Linked DNA regions of Sus scrofa: region 1 is linked to region 2. A link is a contact called in public HiChIP or PLAC-seq data. All regions are on one chromosome and are shown on one strand. Each heading gives the region's core, a stretch centred on a gene start, on an enhancer-like site or on the middle of the called end of the contact. The rest is flanking DNA. Distances are from core to core; before and after follow the strand shown. Region 1 has its middle 50 kb from the start of SGK1. Region 2 has its middle 240 kb from the start of ALDH8A1.

What was found. HiChIP or PLAC-seq counts read pairs in DNA pulled down with a chosen protein or histone mark.
Region 1: a contact with region 2 is called in an H3K27ac HiChIP or PLAC-seq map of alveolar macrophages. The contact joins two enhancer-like sites. A contact is called at or near these places in 2 of 2 datasets of contacts at active chromatin or transcription factors (alveolar macrophages and skeletal muscle).

The regions. Positions count from the first base shown.
Region 1 is chr1:29,693,928-29,701,617 of Sscrofa11.1, reverse strand. It overlaps a transcript of SGK1 not described here. Among named protein-coding and RNA genes, the nearest start is that of SGK1, 50 kb to the left of the region's middle. Within about 2 kb of position 4,712, at least 20 of the 83 cell types and tissues checked have an H3K27ac peak or open chromatin away from gene starts, as enhancers often do. A contact at or near this core is called in alveolar macrophages and skeletal muscle, where this site is marked.
Region 2 is chr1:29,299,294-29,306,778 of Sscrofa11.1, reverse strand. No RefSeq gene overlaps it. Among named protein-coding and RNA genes, the nearest start is that of ALDH8A1, 240 kb to the right of the region's middle. Within about 2 kb of position 3,153, at least 2 of the 83 cell types and tissues checked have an H3K27ac peak or open chromatin away from gene starts, as enhancers often do. A contact at or near this core is called in alveolar macrophages and skeletal muscle, where this site is marked.

The DNA of each region.
Region 1 (7,690 bases), core at 3,463-5,962, 390 kb before region 2:
CATAGCTTGTTGCCTGATGGCACCAGATCGCTGTGACAAAAGGTTACACGCACAAACGCCCTCTCAAATGATGGTACCCGTGTTTCACAATCCTGCCAGTGTCGCCTCTGCTCTAAACTGTCTACAAACCCTGCCCAGCTTGTGGGGTCCGCCCCACATTAAACACATGGTGGGAATCTCTGGTCGATGGAGAGAGGATGCTGCTTCAGAAGCAGGTGAAGAAGGGTCTTCACCATGCAGAAAAGCCTGGAGGGCATGGGAAGGAGAAGGGCATGGCCATGAAAGTGAGGAAGGAGATGGGGGCTGAGAGCCTTAGTCAAGAGGATACAGCAGAGTATACAAACTTGGAGAAGGAGAAGTTGAGGCTACTCCTAAAACCCAACAGACAAACATGCCTGTAAGTTGATGTGGAGTAGAAGGACAGAGGTAAGAGTTGGAAGAGCGACATTGTACGTTGGCTAAATATGGCTCTGAATCCTGGTTCCACCACTTCATATCCTGTATATCCTTGGACTTGTTACATAATGTTGTTCTCCTCATCAACAAAGTGAAAGTAATGACCCTTCTTGCTCATAGAGCATGTAATGAATAAATGAGATAACACGCCAGTGTTAAAGATCCTTATAGCTGCACAGTGGACATTCACAAAGCATGTATTAGCCATCATTACTTCCACCATTACTGTTATTAGCGGAATCATGAGTGTGAATAGTGTATTTGCCCAGAGTGATTGCTTGTGACAGAGTAGGGAAGAAAATCATTGCATCAGCCACCAAAGTGATGAAAGAATGGGGAAAAGTATCTTAGAGGTTAGGAGGTGATGACAGTAAAGGCTGTGGTTGAGTCAAGATGGTAAAATTCTCAGAGAGTGTCAGGCAAGCTCTTGGCCTGCAGGGAGAGAAGCCTGAAGAGACCATTTCTTCTGTGGGGTGCTGGGCAAACTGTCATTTTTAGTAAGAAGCCAAGTCTCAAGTAAGGCAGCACTTTCCTAAAGATATTTCTTTTCATTCTTTCTTTCTTTTTTTCTTTTTTTTGGCTGCGTCCCTAGCCTGTGGAAATTCCCAGGCCAGGGATCGAACCTGAGCCATAGCAGTGACCTGAGCCACAGTAGTGGCCATGCCAGATCCTTAACCCACTGTGCCACAAGGGAACTCCCTAAAGATATATATATATATATATATATATATATTTTTTTTTTTTTTTTTTTTTTTTCTTTTAAGGGCTGCACCCATGGCATATGGAAGTTCCCAGGCTTGGGGTCAAATTGGAGCTGCAGTTGTGGCCTATGCCACAGCCACAGCAATGTGGGATTTGAGCCCTGTCTGCAACCTACACCAAACCTCACAGCAATGCCAGATCCCTGACCCACTGAGCAAGGCCAGGGATCAAACCCGCAACCTCTGGATACTAGTCAGGGTCATTACCACTGAGCCACAATGGGAACGCCAAGGTATTTCTTTATAGGATGTTTTTGGTTCAAGGTATCTGGGTAAAGCTGAGGCTCTTCGCTGCAGGGAATTCACAGAGTATGTTGCCCAGATGGAGATGCTGAGAAATCTAACCTGGCTATTGTCAAACCGCAGTTGGCCGACAAAGCCTGTTTAATATAGGGCACGTATTGCCAACGTGCATAACCAAGTGAGAGGGCAGAGGGAGGGTTTTGAGGAAAAGTTGAGTCAAGGTAGTAACATTTACTGACTACAGTCCCAGAGGATGCTGTGTCCCAGGGAAAGCAAGGGGTTAATGGTGTCACCAAGTGAGATAAACAACAGACCAGAGATGAGTGGGATGAAAGTGTGACAGGGGTCGAGCGAGCTGGAGTGCCTGCTGTGATGCTGGGGCTCGGGCAGCCCTGAGCGGAGTCAGGATGGATGGCTGACCTAGATGTCTTTCCGACTCAATGTTGAAATGCAACTTTGAAATAAGGAATAAGAGTGACAGAGATAGGTGGTTTGGGCCAGTGGTAGAGCTATTTTGAACCAGTGACATGTATCCAATGTTGCTTTATACCTCTTCCAACATTTAGATTTTTTTTTATCTTCAAAACGGCCATCTGTCCTTGAGTATGAACTAGATTACAGAGTGACAGTTTGAATAGGTATTTCAACTAGGGATTTGAAAAGCAAAAGAACAAAAAAAGATTCTTAAAAAGATTCTCAAGTCTTCCAAATAAAAAATACTTAAACGTGTCATTATTGATATATTTCCCTGTTTGGTATTTGGCTTCTGGTATAGGAAATGTAGAATCAATAACAATGGATCACAGTATGAGAATGATAAAGAATACATGGCATCTTTTGGGTTGTGGGATGGAAATCCTGTGAAATTAGATTGTTATGATCATTATACAACTACAGAGGTGATAAATTCATTTGAGTAATAAAAAAAAAGCAAACTACTTCTTCAAAAAAAAGATACATGGCATCTTTAGTATACTAATGATTAAGTTTTATTTCTGAATCGTCTGAATGGAGGCACATTAAAAGTAAATTACAAAAGTGTCATTGGGGAAATTCATTATAGCCAAGTTATGGCCTTGTTATTTTTCATTCTATGTACAGTAATGAAAGTATTACCATTGAAGAAATTAAATTGCTTGTGGTTTTCTAATCTATATTATTCATTAACCCTGCACAAAGAAATCCTTTGGCTTATTCGCAGAAAGCATAAGATGCTGCTCATCAATATGTAGATAATTATTATTTATGTTGAAAAACACTGTTGTCTTTTTTTCTTCATGGGTGAAAAAAAATTGTTTTGGTGAGATTAAAGTTTAAAATAATAAAATTGAGTGAGAAAACTAAACAACAATAAAAAAAAAAACCTCTAGGAGTTGTAGTTTTACTTATGTTTTAGGCCCTAGTAGTTTAGTCTTCCAGGCAGACTCATATCTCCTAGAATTAAAGATAAAGACATACCCGCTTGAGATGATCTTGAGATTATACAGAGAATCTGAACTTCCAGAGGGAGCTGCAATTTTTTTCTTTTTTTTTTTTTTTTTTTTTGGTCTTTTTAGGGCCGCACTCACGGCGTATGGAAGTTCCAGGCTAGAGGTCAAATTACAGCTGCAGCTGCTGGCCTACACCACAGCCACAGCCACACAGGATCTGAACCATGTCTGCAGCCTACACCACAGTTCACAGCAGTGCTGGATCCTTAACCCACTAAGGGAGGCCAGGGATCGAATCCGCATCCTCATGGATACTAGTTGGATGTGTTTCTGCTGCGCCACAATGGGAACTCCCTGCAATTTTTTTCAACAAGAAAAAAATGTCAGTGGAATTATTTTTCGGAGAGAACATTCCAGGACAGAGTGTGGATTGAGCAAATCGTCTATGTTTTTGTCCATGGTACGTATTTAGGGGAGATCTAACCTTAAGAGTTGGGGGTGGGAATACTAAAAGATTTGCAACAGAGAAAGGCAAAATCGAAGATCTTTCCTCCAGTTTTCCCACTGGTTTTGTTCAAGAGATTTGGAAATGAGACTAGAAATAGGTGGCCAAAATCCCTTGAGCAGTAAAAGCTCACTTGTTTTACTAAAGTTACACTGATGCAAGCTCATTCAATAAGGTACTTGCTTTGCAACCTCCACTTCCTCTTTCAATTCTCTTTTTGCCAAACAAAGACACAAGACACAGGCTTGTGATTAATATGTGTAGTACATCCTACGGACACACAGTATGAGGTGAAGAGAAGTAGGAGATGGAGCACATGACACATGATTCAGAATCACCATGGGCTTCTCACGGTGTGGACCTGTTTGGTTTCTTTTAGGCTTGGGGAACTTGGGAGGGGTTGGGGATGGAAGCAGAGAGACATATAGTCATTGTCTATATATTCTCTCCTTGAAACTGTACAGCAACCCTGTTCAGTTTGTGCTAGTGTCCATTTTATAGATGGAGACACTTGGTTACAGTTGGTAAGTGTGAGTGCTGGGCTCTGAACTGAGTTCCAACGCCAAAAACCATGCTTGATATCTACATGGGCCAGCAATCATTTCTTTTTCATCGGTCCCTATCAAGTAGTATGCCCAGAGATGTGATGGGCTGACCAGAGTGCTCAGGGGGTCTTGTTCTTCCTGTCCCTTCTCTACCCCAGCCTTTCAACACCCACCCTCAGTCCCTATGCCCCAGCCTCCACAATATAGTCACGACAGGGAAAATCGTTAACTGTTTCGAGAAGATTTTTGTATGGTAGAGTTGATGGAGGGGAAGGAAGTAGTATGTTCCAGAGCAGAGGGGAAAATCCCTCTTTTGATCAGACATCCTGTGTGGCTACTGAGAAGCCTGGATTTCCCCACAGTGAGGTTAGGGTGACATGCTGCTGTTGGTCATGTGACCTCAATTCAAAGTCACATCTGCTGTGGCCTTTTGTAAAATTTACCTATCTATGGCCCACACAAAGCCACAAACACGGAACCTGAAAATGGCATTCACCCCTGAGAGGCTCCATAAAAAGAAATAGCACTTTTTTTTTTTTTTTAAATTAATTAAGTGTATGCCACCAGGAGGAAATGACCCCGACTAGCTTAAATTTGCACATCCTCCCAGTACTGAAAGGTTAATTTCGGTGGCCGAGGTTAATAATACCACGGTTATTTGTATTTGCATCCGAATATAACTTGACTGATTGAGAAAACAGGTGCTGGATGGATGCACCATCCACGGGACTCATGAGTCATGTCGATGATTTACAAGCTGTCCTTCCCGTGAAAATGAAAGCCAGGGCCAACTTTATGTCATCGAATTTATGCCATTCACTGAAATTATAGATAATTCCAGCCTGTGCCTTCGTGAAACAGTCTATGCCATTTCTGCTTCAAACATCTTTTGTACTTGGTATTTCTGACTTGTCTAAATAAATATTATCATCCTTAGTAACCATTACCAATCCATTATGTGACTTCGTGAACATACATACAGCTTTTAGACTTAATCCATGAAATAAAGCCGTATGGCTCCTCCTCGCATCTTTGATAAATATCAAGTTCTCACAGCTGTTATGATTTCAATTATGAAGAAAATTGGAACTTTCACATTCTTCAGTGGTTACAAATCACCGAGGGGGGGAAAAAAACATTTCTTCAAACTCTGTTATTTTCTTCTCCTTGTGTGTATGGCAAACCATTGATCTGATTCGTGTAACCGATTAGAACATTGTGCTGAAAGACCAAGGCCCCTTGTTTAAGCCCAGAGAAGGTCAGTCAGATTAACCCTCGAAGTCTACTGAAAATTTGTCCTACTCGTCTTCCCCGAGATGAGGCAAGAGGGTATGAACGGATCTGTACAAATCCAGTCTTTAATGCTAGGAACCACACGCAACGTGGGTACAAGGTCAGTGGTGTCATCTCCCATGCAAAGACTGATGACGCCCATGCAGAGGCATTTTACAAACGTCTACTCTCCTTGGCCTTTGACAGCTTTTTGCTTACTCATGTACAATCAATCCCAAACAGAGAGACCTCCTTGACTGATCCACGTAGGCGCTGCCTCTGCAAGACGCAGCAAGAGTCCTCAAGTCAAACCCAAAATGGCGCAAAGCCTGTGACCACCCGTATCTCTTCTCTTTCTCCCGGTTCCCCTCTCCCCCAGGGACCCTCCTCTTGGAAATGCCTTCGTTCTCCCACATCTTAATTTTACCTTTTCACTTCCGTCACTATTAAACAAGGACAAGCTTGGCAAAGGACCAAGTTTGTTTACAGTTTCCGATTCCTTTTTTTTATCCCCCCCCCACCGCCATTTTACTAGGGAGGGAAGTTTTAGTAATTTGGTTAATGTTACCCCTTTCCAAATCTGGAGTCTGTGTTTTTCTTTGCAAAACAAGAATCCAGCTTATTGTATTAAGTCTCAAGCATATTTATTCGCAACAGGGTCAGAGCCATAAACCTTAATCCAAAGCCATAAATCTTCAGTGGAAGAATTTCTGGAATTTGACTCTCTCTTTCCATTCTTTATGCCGAATGATAACACTGTTGTGATGGAAACATTTCAATAGATCTTTGTTTCCTGAGGATACTTATAAATTATTTTAAATGCCTTGTGAAAAGCCTTAAGGATCTGAACCCTTTGTAGCCCAGTTCAGCTTCACTTTTCTTGCTCCAAATTTACAAAGTCACTTCAGTTCTCCAGGCCTTTGGTTATTTGTCTCATCTGCCTGAGTTTCTCTTCCCCACCTTTCCTTGCCTCACCAACTTACTCATCCTTCACTTTTTTTTTTTGAAGTATAGCTGATCTACAATTTGTGTTAGCTTCAGGTGTACAGAAAAGTGATTCTGTTTATATGTATGCATTCTTTTTCAGATTCTTCTCCATTATAGGTTATGATAAGGTATTGAATACAGTTCCTTGTGCTGTACAATAGGTCTTTGGTATTGTTTTTGTTTTGGGCCTCAACCATGGCAGGTTGTGGTGCCAGGACAGAACTTGTTTCACAGCAGCGACCCGAGCCATTGCAGTGACAATGCAGGATCCTTAACCCACTAGGCCACCAGGAAACTCCTGTTTATTTTAAATATAGTAGTGTATATCTGTTAATCACAAATTCCTAATTTAGCCCTCCCCCTACCCTTTCCTTTTTGGTAGCCATAAGTATAAGTTTGTTTTCTATGTCTGTGAGTCTATTTTTGTTTTGTAAATAAGTTCATTTGTGTCTTTTTTTTTTTAGCTTTCACATATAAGTGATGTCATATATTTGTCTTTCTCTGTCTGATTTCACTTAGTATGATAGGTCCATCCATGTTGCTGTAAATGGCATTATTTCATTCTTTTTATAGCTGAATAATATTCTGTTGCATATATAATTCATTGCTACAGCTCCGATTCGACCCCTAGCCTGGGAATCTCCATATGCAGAACAGCCCAAGAAATGGCAAAAAAAAAAAAAAAAAAAAAAGCCAAAAAGAAAAAAAAATAATAAATGTGAGTTAAGAGAACAAAGCAAAGCTGTGTTGTGGGCTGGGAGAGGATTCCACATTCTGGTGTCCCTCGGGGCATTTTGCATAGGTGGTTACTACCTGAAAGGTCTGCCTTCATGCTGATATCAGATTGTTTTAAAAATAATTCAGTGCTGCTGATACTGCCGTGCTCAACCAAGAAGAGAACTGTAATGGTCTCTCTTGTAATTTCTCTCTTTTCTTTTCTTCTCTTTTCTTGGGCATGACCAAATTGATGTATTTAGTATTTTCTAATCTACACAGGTTTATAACCCCTGCTCTTGTGTTGAGAGCCACCTGTCAGCTCCTTATCGAACCCAGCTAGAGGTGCTGAATTCTTGCATTTTCCCTCAAGGAAGAAATTTAGGTGACTCTTTCAAGGAAAGGCCATTTTAAAATCAGCTCAGAAGTGGAATTCCCTTGTGGTGTGGTTGGCTAAGGATCTGGAGTGGTCACGGCAGCAGCTTGGGTCACTTCTGTGGCACAGGTTTGATTCCTGGCCTGGGAACTTCCACATGCCATGGGCATAGCCCCCCCCCAAAAAAAAAAATCAGCTCAGAAGTAAAACCACCTACCAGCACAAAAGTGAATTGAGTATAGAGTTGTATATTTATAGTTATCAAGGCTGATGGACATTGGAAAAGTACACTAAAATTATAGATAGCAAGCTATAATGTTTGGCTTGACCTCAAAGGGATTTTTAACGTTCTTATACCAAAGTCTGTTACCCAAGGTCGATAAGAAAAGTTTAATCTTCCT
Region 2 (7,485 bases), core at 1,904-4,403:
ATCAAAAATATCTCTTGCTGGGGGGAGGCAACTAAGAACTAGCAATTACCAAAATTATGACTGATATTAAATATTTAACTTAAAAAAAGTCTTTGTAACACTTCACCAAACTATTTTAAATATTACAAAAGTGAGCAATCCACCTAGAATTTCAAAGAAAGTCAGTGACTAAAAAAAAAAAAAAAAAAAAAAAGTGGTCTTCTGAGGGCCCATATGTTTTTGCCATTGTTCAACCTATGAGGTCACATCACCATTCCCAACATTCCTAAAAAACCACAGGTCAATTATGGAGTGTCTGAATTTTTAAAAAGACCATTCTTATTCATTATCACTACTCCTATTCACTGAGCCACACAAGACAAATGTGTTTTCCATGCATGTTTGTGAGGTGCATGTATGTAAGAATTACTGTTTGTGCTATTTTTAATTTCCCTGTATTTCTTGGTTTTCTATGCATTGTATCTCAGGAAATTGAGAAAAAGGTACCTCTGTAGAATGAAAGGCAAAATGTCCCTATTTTCTGGTCCTTCTTCAAAGTTGGTTTGAGAAGGAAGGATCAGTTATGCTACAGAAAGCTGACATGTCTTAGTGAGCATGTGTTTCCAGAAGCACGGTGTAAGGTGGCTTTGCTACATGAATCCTACCTTCTCTTCCTCCTCTGAGATTTTTTTCTGTTTGTCCACAGATTGATAGCATAAACAGATGCATGAAAAAATTCAGAAGTGCCTACAATGGAGGAGACACAGCTCTGGAGTTAAAAGGAGCTGAGTTTGAATTTTGCAACTTCCACCTCCTCATTGTAGGACCTTAAGTAAGAGACTTAGGCACATTAAGCCTGTTTTACCATCTGTCAAACAGTTTGCAGGACTTTCCTGGGAATCAAATAGCAAATGTAAAGTCTTACCACATAGTAGGTGCTTGAAAAATTGAAGTAGTTCTCATTATGAAACTTCAACTCAATCTGCTAGCATCAAGCATCATTGACTAGATAGCAAGGTTTTAACTGAGTGAAAAAAACAAGCTCTGTTCAATTAGATTTTGCTCCAGCACAGTGGCACAGCTAGAAGTGAATAGCTCCCAGGTCTGACCTTCCATCAAGAGCTCAAAGAAAGGTGATCTCTAGACAAGGTTCCAACATATGAACAGACAGCAGTAAACACAGTCTATTAGAAGTGAATATTCAAAGGCAGATTTAAAATCCCTCGGTAAAATAATATTCCTTTCAGGAAAAAAGATAACAAAATATTAACTAGACCAAGATGCCTTTTCAAAAAATCACCATTTCCTCTTAAAGGATTGGTTGCTGGCTTTTTCCATTTTCACTTGACCTGTTCTCTTTTGTGATCAGATGACAAGCTAGTTGGATCTAGTTCTCTAAGAGCTGGTAAAACTCCCTACCGCAACATGGAAAAGTTAATTAATCATAATAGTTGTTCAGGACATTGTGTATGCACTTAATGAGAGGACTGATTTTCTTAGTCCGACGCCAAAAGACCTATGTGTTTATAGTTAATCTGGTGACTGGCACACTTGTCTAAGCATATTTCCAATACAAATATTACCTGAATCCCTTTCACCTGCCCAAGAAATAAAGAAGAGACAGAAATTCCAAGACAAAAAAAATGATTTAGTGTTGTATTTAAATGCACAGGCATCCCTGCTGATAGATGGGTATAAGATCAATATATCTTCAGGTGAAAAACTAAGTTTAAAACTATTACTAATGAATCTGGAACACATATCCAAAGGTAGATCTCTCTATGCCTTGTTTAATCAGTTTTATCTGAAGAAAAGAATAGCATTCATGCTGTAGAAGACTAAGAAAATAACTTGGAGGAGAAATTTTATCTATGATCAGCCACAGAATATTTCTGGCATATTACTGAGCTTTCAAAAGAGCTGTCAATAATAATTTGACACATTTGGGGTTGTCTGACTTTTGATACAGATATTTCAGATGCCAAATGAAAGACACGTAGTCATTACGACTCCACAATGCTTATTTTGAGGAAGTTACAGGAGTAGGTGTCCAGCAAAGTGAGCAGAGTGGAGAAAATGACAAGACACTCCCAGCTTCTAAAGGAACCCAAATCATGTGCTGGGATAGCAGGTCAACACACAAATGGTGAAACAACGGAGCAAGAGAGGAAGCAAAACTGGTGGAGAACCAAAAAACTGGCATAATCACACTTTTTCAGGATGAATTTGTTCCTTTACTCAGCAATTCCACATTTATAGAAGTCGACCATACAATGTTGACTATGTTCAAAAATCCACACACAGGAATATCTCTTAAACAGTTTTCATAGCAAAGACTAGTTAGAAACAAAGAAAAAATTAATGACAGGGAATTAGCTGAATAAATTATGTCCCATCCTGAAAAGGAATAGAACATATCCTAGGAAAATTATTCTTCAAGAAAATATTTATTGACTTAGGGTAAATAGTTATGAACATGTTTCAGAGAATAATGTGAGATATAGAATGGCATACACTATACCATGTGAATTTTATAACATTCATATATAAAACATGGATATTACAGAGAAAATACGACTACAACCTTCCTGCCGCGGAAAGGACGGGCTCTGATGTAGTTTGATTGTCTGAACTGGACCAAGGTCATGACGGTGATGAGCCATGAAAGGCATCCCATTTCCATTTCATACTCGGTGAGCCCTGAAAACCAGGGACCTAACTATCAGAAAGGCTATTTTTCACAGATACAGAAGAACATGTCACTAAGTGTCACCTTCTTAGCTCCACCAGAGTAAACAGGTGAACCAAAGTTCATAAAACACTCGCAAAAGGGACTAGCCCAGTGTCCTCCTGACATCATCACCTCATCAAAATTAATTTTGTACCATAGGAACAATGTTAGCCATTGTGAAGTTTAACTGAAAAATAAACAAGCTATTTAAATCGTCTGTGAGGAACACAAATAAAAAAAGCGAGCAGATGAAAGGAAATGCCAAGAGTGTGCCCAGCTCCTGTCAGAGATCTTTTACCTCTATGTACAAAACCCAGTTCCCGCTGATCTTTGGTGCCATAAAAAATGTACTGAACATCGTGAGACGAATTGACATAAACACTGTGGACTGTCATCTCGTGCAAGCAAGGAAGGCCACCTGTTCCTTGAGTAAAAGACACAGACACAGGTTGCAACCTGAAACTGAGAAGAGGAAGGGAACTAAATAAGAATTCTGGCCCAACCAAGGCTCGAGTCAGCCAGTGAGTTGTCCAAGCCACAGTCCTTTTCTATTTCAAACTCCAGGGGACACTTGGTGTCAAAATCTGACACCACAGTCAAATAGGAGGAGGCGAGGGAAGACACCATGGATTAAATGGTTTTCCAAATTATAATAATCTTCTGTCAGGGAGCAGGAATATTTCTACATTATTGACAGTGATGCAGTGAAAACTCCGAGCTTCTCAGACTTGAGTCCCAGCCCTGCTCAATCATTGATCAGTTACTTGAGTTTGTGCAGATCTCTTGTTCTCTCTGAATATATTTCCTGGTGCATAAAATAGTGTTAATGATATCTACTGGGCAAGGGTTTTTGAGGATTAAAAGAAATATTAAATGTAAATGCCTAAAGAAGTATTAAATGTGCCTGGCACACAATAGATGCTTCATAATAGTCAGGTTCTTTCTACTTGCCCTCTTTTATCATCTTCTCTGGGTTCAAGTTCTATTTAGTAATTGCTTTAAAATAGTGAGAAAGCAGAGGAGGAGGAGAACAAAGAGAATTATTTTAGTAGGTTCAGATATTATTTTTAAAAATACCAAAGAAACGACAGCTTATTACAGACTCTAGAAGTTTGCTATTTATGTACGGGGACCAGTTAATGCTCTGTGTGTGTGTGTGTGTTCATGTGTACCTTTTAACAAAAATTATGCTCTTAAACTGCAAAAGTTTGCCTGTACATGTGTTGTGTTGACTTCTGTGTATTCATTTTTATTTTGCCATTCGAATTAAGCAAATAATATCTAGAGACAAAATTCTTAGGTATTTTTCTAGAGAAAAGAGAAACTTCAGACCTACCTTCAGCAGTGCTATATAGGAACTACATAGAGAGGTAGAGGTGGATTAATTTTGATTAATTTACATGAAGCAAGTAGGTTAGGGGAGATTGACGTGTGAGTTTGCAGTATGCCTCTCTATCTGGACATTTGTACAACACATCCACTTGTTTAACAAATATTTTGGGGAAATTTTCTGTGCCAGGATGGTGCTATGTCCATGTACCAATTCTATGGTGGGGACATGGATTTTTCCCAAGCCACTAATTGCATGTGGTCTCCTAAGGTGGAGCTGCCCAAAGTCATTCTCTAGCTGCTTTTCTGCTATTTCCAATGAAGTGGTCACCCTTTATGCCCAACGGGAAGTTCCAGGATATAATTCTTCATGGTTCGTAATGATCAAGAGCCAGACGTCACAACTAAAGGTTTCGTTACTTTTGTAAAGCAGTAAGGACTACACACCATGAAGCAATCCAGCATTTCTCTGGTTCTAGAAAGCCACTTAATGTGCATGTGACCAGCTTAAGATATGCGTGGTCTCAATGCTGCAACATTTGTTCCCATGTTGCTTATCCCTGATCTGAATGCTCATGAAATATGCAGCTTCTCCTCTGTACCAGCGGGAGATTTTTAAGCAAAGTCAAATATTTTTACACAAAACGTGTCAGTTCTGTGAAGAAAACTACTGCATAACTGTCAAAAATTCTTATAATTACATCTATTTTCCTGCCACCAGAGCTTGTCAGCATAATAGCCAGGTAGGTCACCGTTATCAACACTTTCATGGAGGGACAATCTACCTGGCCTATTTTGCCAGTTCCTTGGGTAATGAGAGGCTTGTTTGTTAGTTCTCTGGCTTTGGGAACATAGATTATCCCTTCCCTCTTTTTTTTTTTTAAAGCATTGTGTTGTAGAAAAAATTTTGGTTAAAGAAAAACAACTGCCTTGATTTGATAAGGTGGCAAATAAGCATTATGTAATAGTCACAGAAACAAGCCTTCCAATTCTTGTTTATCTTTTTAAAAACATTTTTGACAGAAAAATAAGCGAAGAGAAGAAATTTTTAAAACATACTCATAGTCACTTCACCCAGAGAGGGTGTTAACACTTTAGTGTATCTCTTCTGGGTCTGTGCCTCATAAGAATAGACATCTCTATATTTCCTTTAGCTAACATGGGAACGTACTCTCCCTGATGTTATGTACCCCATTTTCCCATGTCATTCAGTGTCCTCCTGTGTCATCTTTTCTAATGACAGCACAGTATTACACGGTGTCACGATTGCTTTAGCCAGTAGAGGCATGTATGTATGGCTGCAGGGTAAGCAACACCCTTAGAGCTTCAGCTTTTAAACCACCTCATCCCCTCTAGGTCGTCTTGAAAACTGTGTTCTCAGCTGGTGTCTGAACGTGTGCTTCTGATCCCGGCCAACTCAGTCAGTCCTAAGGAGGAGACCTCTGGTAGTTCACTGAGTCAGAAGCTAACTGAGCTCAGGGAACTGTCTCAGTACCCCGTTGTCATTTGAAAAAGGAAACTACGGCTTGAGTAGTTTAGAGCATGACTTTTTTTCTGACCAAACAGAGTGTGCTTCAGAGTGTGTGGAATTTAAAACTTTCATTCATGCAACTGATACGGATACAGTCCCTGCTCTATGCATCAGTCATCATGCAGCAGGCTAGGGATATGTTGGAGAAATAGACACAAGTTTTGTTTAGTTTCTTTCTTTCTTTCTTTCTTTTTTTTTTTTGGCTTTTTGCCATTTCTTGGGCTGCTTCAGAGGCATATGGAGGTTTTCAGGCTAGAGGTCAAATCAGAGCTGTAGCCGCCAGCCTACACCAGAGCCACAGCAACACAGGATCGAGCTGCATCTGCAACCTACACCACAGCTCATGGCAACGCCAGATCCTTAACCCACTGAGCAAGGCCACGGATTGAACCTGCAACCTCATGGTTCCTAGTCGGATTCATTAACCACTGAGCCACGATGGGAACTCCTGTTTAGTTTCTTTCTTATGGAGCTTATATTTTGATGGACTAACAGTTTTTAAGTCAAGAAAACAGAAAAGCAGCCTCAAAGCCTTTTTGTTGTCATGACAAGTAGAGCGGGGTAGAAGTCATAAGCTTCACATACATGTACCTTTGAAACTATCATGAAAGTTCTAAGATTCTTTTGCAAACTCAAAATATTCCATTTTCTAATGGGAATCAGAACGTTGCTATGTACTACACATTACCTAAATGACAGTGTACAAAAAGACACGCTCTTACCTTAGTTATGTACAGAAGGGATACTTCACTGTGGTTGTTTTAATTTACAGGAAAAAAATTCTCCAGAGCTTTGGAGGCATTTGCCCAAGGAGTAAATAGCATTGTTTAAGACACAAATTGACCCCAGCTGTAAAAGTAGAAGTATAAATGCAAGAGGCCACACAGCATGGTGATCAAACTGGAAGTTATTTAGTAGACAGTGGGAATCTCAATAACCATCGATGTGGGAAGGATGGAGTAAATCATGATACACTTTGTGCAGCTCTTAGAATGAAGAAAAAGCTCTGTATTTACTGATTTGGGAAGATATATGTGATATACACTTAACTGAAAAAGCTCTAAGTAATGTACATAGGATAATAGTGCAATTTTACTTTAAAAAATAAAGAAAACTCATGTTTTTCCATATGTCTGCATGTGCTCGTATGAGCATGGAAACAGATGGGGCAGATGACCAGTCTGAAAATATTGATTGTTTGGGGTAAAGGAAATAAATGGAGCTGAGATGGGGAAATGATTATTTTATATACAGTATCTTTTTAGCATGAACAAGTATTGCTTTGGTAAGTTTTTAGGGTGGAAAAATAAAGAAAAATTGCAAAGTGGCCAGGGCTGAAAACATACTTGAAACCACTTTCCTGTTATATTAATCAGCAATTATTCGTGGCATACTTATTTTTTTTTCAAGAATGAGAACACAGTATTAGACGTCCTACCTACCAAATGGCCAATAATCTAACTGGAGAGATAAGATCTATTCACATGAAAAGATGAGTGTTTTCATGCTGAGAAGAAAGTGGGTTAATTGACATTTTCCATTTGAAAGGGGTGGAATGAAAGCGGTATCATGAGTAGAGTTTGCATGTGATGATCATCTCCAGCTCTGCCCCTCACCTGCCATATGAACATGGGCAAGTTCTTAACCTTGGTAACACCATCTCTCAGTCTCTTCACCTCTGGCTTTGAGAAAATAAACATCTGGATGCAGAGCCATGAACATTTCATGGAAAACTGGTGTGATGAGCCTGTTTCCCTCTCCCAGGGAGACCTTGTGAATTTGGGACCACTTTTCGAGGACTTACTTTTTGAAGTTGAGCCTGTAGCTCCACAGTTACTAGAGACTTCTGAGAACCAAATCAGCCTCATCAACAACCAGTTCAGAATTCTTGGCTCAACCCAGGTCCTGATACTCA